Regions from separate parts of the Gossypium hirsutum genome. Here region 2 is linked to region 1. A link is a contact called in public Hi-C data. All regions are on one chromosome and are shown on one strand. Each heading gives the region's core, a stretch centred on a gene start, on an enhancer-like site or on the middle of the called end of the contact. The rest is flanking DNA. Distances are from core to core; before and after follow the strand shown.

Evidence for each region. A called contact is a pair of places that touch in the nucleus more often than the background predicts.
Region 2: a contact with region 1 is called in a Hi-C map of leaf, with 2.7 times the contacts expected there. The contact joins the promoter of LOC107954936 here to the promoter of LOC107954737 in region 1. A contact is called at or near these places in 6 of 34 Hi-C or Micro-C datasets (callus, hypocotyl and leaf).

What each region holds. Positions count from the first base shown.
Region 1 is chrD07:36,025,343-36,028,436 of Gossypium_hirsutum_v2.1, forward strand. It overlaps LOC107954737 (transmembrane protein 256 homolog), which reads right to left and starts at 1,291. Exons shown (of 5, transcript XM_016890388.2): 1 at 1,028-1,291; 2 at 883-953; 3 at 682-762; 4 at 431-474. The coding sequence starts at 1,082.
Region 2 is chrD07:36,242,986-36,246,328 of Gossypium_hirsutum_v2.1, forward strand. It overlaps LOC107954936 (protein MAIN-LIKE 2), which reads right to left and starts at 1,636. Exons shown (of 7, transcript XM_016890630.2): 1 at 1,432-1,636; 2 at 782-901; 3 at 1-488. The coding sequence starts at 889.

The DNA.
Region 1 (3,094 bases), core at 41-2,540:
AATTTTACATATCATCCAACTACATTACATTCAAAGCCTTCGCTAATTATGAACTAAACAAGAAGCTCAATAAAAATATAAAAGAAAAACCTTAAGAAATGCAAATTTTAAACCGTTAAATGCATCCGCATCCATCAGGTAGAATGACCAAATATATGAACTTTTCAAGAAACATTAACCTAAGAATTGCACTTAAAAACAAGACACTGATTTATGACCAAACACATGCAACAACAAAAAAACACAAGTTTAAAACAATTAAATGTATCATTTTCATCAAGGAAAGTAACCCAAAGTATGAAATCTCGATGAATATCATTCAAATCCCTTTCACCAAATCTTTTTTTTCCCTCAGATTAGCATTCATCAATTACAAACTTCTAACAAGTAACAAATTCAAAAAAGAAGATAAAAGGGGAAGGGAACTTACGACCCAGAGAAAGAAAGAATGCCAGCAGTCAAAAGGCCTCCAAACTGAAGCACAATAAACGAGAGCAGTTAGCCCATTGATAACTCGACACGAAGCAATAAAATTCAGGGGATTGTATGATTAGTCTCTTAAAACTAAAACCATAAAACCAATCAATAAAACAACAAGTATTTTCCTAAGAATATTAAGCAAACCATGCCCAGAAAATCAATAATGAAATTATAAAAATAAAAGGGCAAAAGGGAACTAACAATGTGGGGGCGTTTGGTAATAGGAGCAGAAAGAAGAGCAGCTGTGTGAAACAAGTGGTAAGTAGAAGCGATTTGCCATACCTAAGTTCATCATCCAATTATAGTAAGGAAAAAAACAAGAACAAGAAAATAATTGAACAACAAAAACGTTGAAAAGTGAAAATTTGGGTGAAAAAAATGAAAGGGTATTAAAAAAACAACCTCCTTGTAAACGGGATTTTCAGGTTTAAAGATATGGAAGCCATAAGTGCCCAATCCAAGGGCTGCTATTCCTGTTATTTAAAAAAAAACCCATAAATAAGTACGAAAAAGGAATTGAAAAAGATGAGAGAAAGAAGTTAAAAACCAGAAACAGCAGCAATCTTGTGCCACTGAAAAGCATCCATTTGGGAAATTCTCATAAACTCTCTTCTTTCTTCAGGTTAGACTTTTGGTTGCATAATGGCGATCGGTTTTGCTGCAGTGAGCAAACTTTATTATGTGTAAATCGTTGAAAGGCAGAGTCAAACGCCGTCGTTTTTCTTTCGCGCTGAAACGCAACCGTTTACATGGTTCTCCTATTCTTTTGCTCGTTTTGAACTTTTTTTTCTCTTTCGTGTTAATTAATTACTGCTACCAAATACCAATTCATACTTCTTTATTAGCTCAAGTTTTGTTTTACGTTAAATTCTGCTTTAAGTAAAATGTATTCCTTATTTTCATGATTTTTGGTGTTTATATTTTTCACATTTTAAAAAATCAAATTTTACCAAACAATTATTATTAAAATAATTAAGTCAAATAGTCATTTTCAAAATTTAATATGCCAAACATATTATAATATAAGTAACGTCATCTTATTATTTTTATATATTATTCACTAAAAATTTAATTAATAGTAAATCCGTGTGTTGGCCTGATGGTTAGGGTATTCATCCCTCAGGTATGGCTTGAATTCTAGTCGTGTTAATCGTATTAATATTTAGAACAATAAACCTTTTACCCGAATTATACTTATGTTTTTGAATTAGACGAATTATGTCATTTTTAGTTTTCAACTACTTGATCTTCTCTGCTAATCTTGACTATAGTTTACTAGAGTATGGGCTCTAGTCGAAAATCGATGAAAACCTTAATCAAACTTTAAGAGTTAGAAATAAGAATACAAACTTGGTCAAAAAAATAAAATTTATTTTATCAACGTAATGAACTATGTTTTCGACCTAAACCTTAGCTTCTATCTATAAAGAAAATAACAAGAATCTCAATAGAATAAAATATAATCAAATAATAATATTTTAATAAAAAAGGTTGACTCCCAAAAACATGCAAGTGGCGCCGACAACACAGACTGGAATTTGCTGCCCTTTACTTTTAAATCGGGCCTCTTGATCTTTGTCATATATCTGATCAATTATATATATTATCTAATTTTTAAATCAATTCAATAGATCTAAGATATATTTTATAGTTGGGTTTTTACCAAATATGGTAAGTTATATTTGTTGGATGAGTTACATGAGCTACTGTCTACACTGCCACTTGTATTCCTTACAAACCTGTTAAAATTTTTCAACGCGAACATGTTTGTTTGACCGAATTTCATTCTTTCACTCAATTATCCCCGTTAATTTATTCAATGTGAAAATGTTTATTTATATAAATTATTCGGACTAATTTATCTATAAAGGCCTATTTTCAAGTATATTTATAGAAATGGACTAATTTCTACATTATTTACCGGAAAGGGTCGATTTTGGCAAAACGCGTCCATATAGGAGCGTTTTAGGGTGAAAGTTCAACAAAATGCGCCCCTGGGAGCGATTTTGCCATGTTAGCATAAAACACACAGACGTAGACGCACTTTGCTGACGTGGCAAAATTGCTTCCCCAGTGGCGCATTTTGCTCAGTGTTTTTTTCTAGGTTAGGGCTTTTTAAATGTTTAGTCCCTAGAGTTTTTTGGTTAGGGTTTTTAGGGTTAAAGTTTTGTTAAAATAATTTAGGGTTAGGTTTTTAGGGTTTTGTTAAAATAATTTAGGGTTTTGGATTTTAGGAATTTAAAAAAATAAATCAAGATTTAGTGTTATTTTTTAAAAATTAATTAAATTAGGGTTTAAGTATTTTAAATAAATTAATTAAATTAGGGTTTAGTTTTTTTAAAATAATATTGTATTTAGGTTTAGGATATAGGGAAAATTAAATTGACAATAAGGATTTTGTTTTTTTTTCTATAGTAGTTCCTGAAAAAATAATTTTGAGAATACTGTTCTTAACAAATAGTATGAAAAACGCTTCAAGCAGGATGCATTGTCAGCAAAATTATTGAAAAAAGCTCCCATGTGGACGCTCTTTTTCTACAATAGTTCCTGAAAAAATAATTTTGAGAAGACGTTTCTAAACAAATAGTGTCAAAAACGCTTCAAGCAGGATGCA
Region 2 (3,343 bases), core at 386-2,885, 220 kb after region 1:
TTCCCTGTGGTGGTTGAAAAAATAGTGCTTCCCACAAGATACAAAAGGTAAGCACGTGTGTGGCGCTCAATCTCTTCGATCGTTGCATTTTCAGGACACTGAGAAAAGAACTCTTTCAACCAACTCAGCTTCACCATCCCACCACTTGCATAAGTAGAATCTGGTGCTTTCCCAAGATACTTTTCACACACCGTTCCACAAGTGGTATATGTTATTCCAATCACGGGCATCCCGTCAATCGCCAATCCCAGCAAGAAGGCAACATCTTGAAGAGTCACAGTCATTTCTCCAACAGTGAAGTGAAATGTATTAGTCTCTCTTCTCCACCTCTCAACTAAAGCTGAAATGAGCGGATTATCTAAACTAATGGCAGGTATCTTCCTCAAGTACCCAAATCCTGCTTTTTCCACCAATTCAATCTGTTTTGGGGTGAGTCTCCATTCTCCCAACTTTGATGTATGCTCATGACATCTAAGTGCACCACGCTCCTGTAATGCATGTATATATTATGTAACAATGCTAGTGTGTTTTAAATAAAAACGCATGCACAAGTCAAATTTACAATCACAATCAAAGAAACCCTCCACATATATAAGGACAAAACTAGTCTAGTGCATCAAGGCGATGAAACCGATAAACAACCAATCAAACAAACTAACAAAAGAACCAGTGCATAAACGAATTCTACAAATTTTCACTTATCAAAGGAACACAAATTACATATCTGCAAATAAAAGGGGGGGAAGGCGGAGAATGAGATTGGTGGGTATGAGAAACAGACCTGGCCATCCCAAACAGCTGAAGATACATGCTTGTCTTGATCATACAGTATTGAATGATCGATGGGTCCAGGATTGGCTGCAGATGGGTCCATTCCAATCTCTTCCATTGATTTTATCTTCTAAAATTTAAACCAAAATAAATCAAAGTGGCCTGAAATGCAGGCCAAAATAGATAGTTTAGTCCCTTAAATTAGCAGGATAGCCTCCATCACTGTTAATATATACTTAAATTTTACATTTTGGAGCCAATTTTTATCAAGCCCTTGAAACAAAGCACAGATAACTTAGATCAATTTCAAACTTTTTTTTAACGAATTAATTGCAAATAAATGAAATATATATACACACAAATATAAAAATTTGAAGAATCTTGTATTTGGGTGGTCCATTCAATTTAAAACCTAGTTTCCGTTTAACTCTCGGAGGACAAATAAAAATGGAAAACTAAACAGAAAACAATATTTGGGTGTCAACATTTTGGTTGTGCTCTTTATAATTATAATAATAAAAGGGAAAATCCAGAAATTGGAAATCAGAAAGCGAGGGTGAGGGTGAGGGTGAGGGTGAGGGTGAGGGGGAAAGAAACGACGCCGGAAAGCGAAAAAAATAAAAATTTAGATTTAAAAAAAGAAATTGGATTTTACTATACCTGAGTTTTAATCAAAACGACAGGAAAGAACGAAAGCAGGCACCACCGTGAAGAAAATTTTCAGCGGAATTCAAAGCGAAATTAAAAAAAAAACCCCGAAACCAAAACGCGTCGTTGCAGGGTTTTCTCCTCTTTGTACTGTGTGTGTGAAAGTCTCCAAAACTGGAATGTGGGTTCGCTTCGCTGCGTTGCGTTTATGAATGGATTCAAAATTTTCTATCCTATAGGCTATAGGCTTAGGGTAAATTACGATCTCACGTTGTTACACATGGCATGTTTTTGGATGATTTGGGGATCGGCCTAATTTTGTTCTCTCCTCGAAGAAAATGGGCTTTTTTCATGCATATTTTGTTTCGTTTTCATTTAATTTTATTTATTACTTTTACTGAATTCAATTATTACTTCTTTTAATATAACCTTAACTATTGTCGCAAAATATGATTAACATTCACCCAAAAATATATATACTAGATTTTATTGTTAAAAAGTATCATGGAGACCCTTATACTAGTGTTACGGGTCGCAGATCAAAACCCATAACGAATGTACACAAAACTTCATGTAAAGGTTAATTAATTAAATGAGCTCATTTGACTTAACTCAATTCGTGAAACATATGGAGAAATCTATCTACTTGAAGCATTGGTGGCACAGTGAAACACTCTAATAAAACTAGAGTTACCGTAGTGAATATTTGTAATCATAAGGGATAAAATTGTATAGTGTTTTAATCCCTTAGGACTTTCATCTTGTGGATAGACTTGAATCTCAATCATAAAATGTTGTTTAAACTATACAATTGGATTTGGGTCTTACACGAGCCTACGAAGTTTTAATACTAACATTAGGTCGAATTAGGACTAAATTGTAATGTTTACAAAATTCCAAGTTGATGTTGCGACTTCAGAGGTTTCCTCGTCGCGACGTAACACTCTGATTTAAGTTCATCATGACCTCGAGGCTACGTCACCGCAACGTGGGCCCTGAACTTTTTGTCATCGCGACATTGGGAGTACGTCGTCGCGATGTGACCACTGAATCCCAACAATGTCAAAGTACCTATTCAAATATCCAAAGCAAACAACCTATACAAAATTAGATGACATCGGTAGGGCTATTGACACAACTTTAAAATATTGTTAATCTACCCGAAAATAGAGAGAATTTGTTCTCAACTATTGAATCTATTTTTTCAGAATAACAAATTTTGTCAGTTTCTATTTCAGAAGAGATTTTTCATTTTCACACTAAAGAAAAGAAAACTATTTTTAGTTCTGTGTTTTGATTCGAATCGTTCGAGTCAACCCTCGAAACAGTTTATGATGAGAGAATAACGGAGAAGATCATTTAGTTGAAAGTCGGAAACGATAAGGATCCGTCTATCCGAAAACACATATGTGAATTCGATCTAAGGTTTATTACTATAAATATCACAAACCAAGTCAATTTTCAAAATTTTTATTTTCCGCTATACAAGAAAACCATTTGCGAACCAGATTTTTTCCAACAATATAATTCTCCAATATTATAACTATTTTTCTATTCCTAAAATATCATTTATTTAATTAAAATAAATTTAATTAATTCTTTCAATTAAATTATTTTCTTAACCCAATTCTAATTTTATTAAAATCATAATGAATTTACCTTACTAGAATCTAAGTAAATAAATTTAATTGTCTCGTTCAGTAAAACTACAATGACTACTTAATTTAATTCTCACTTTGAACTCAACTATTTAATTACAATCAATTAAATAATAAGTCAACGATATTAAGTTAATTTTTAAGTCATCTTTTGTTCCTTGCAAGAAAAATGCATTTACTGCGGATAAAAATACATGCAGTTTATTTCTCCTTTCATTTTTTTCATTCATTCAACATATCGATTATGGTTGCAATTCAAACAGGAT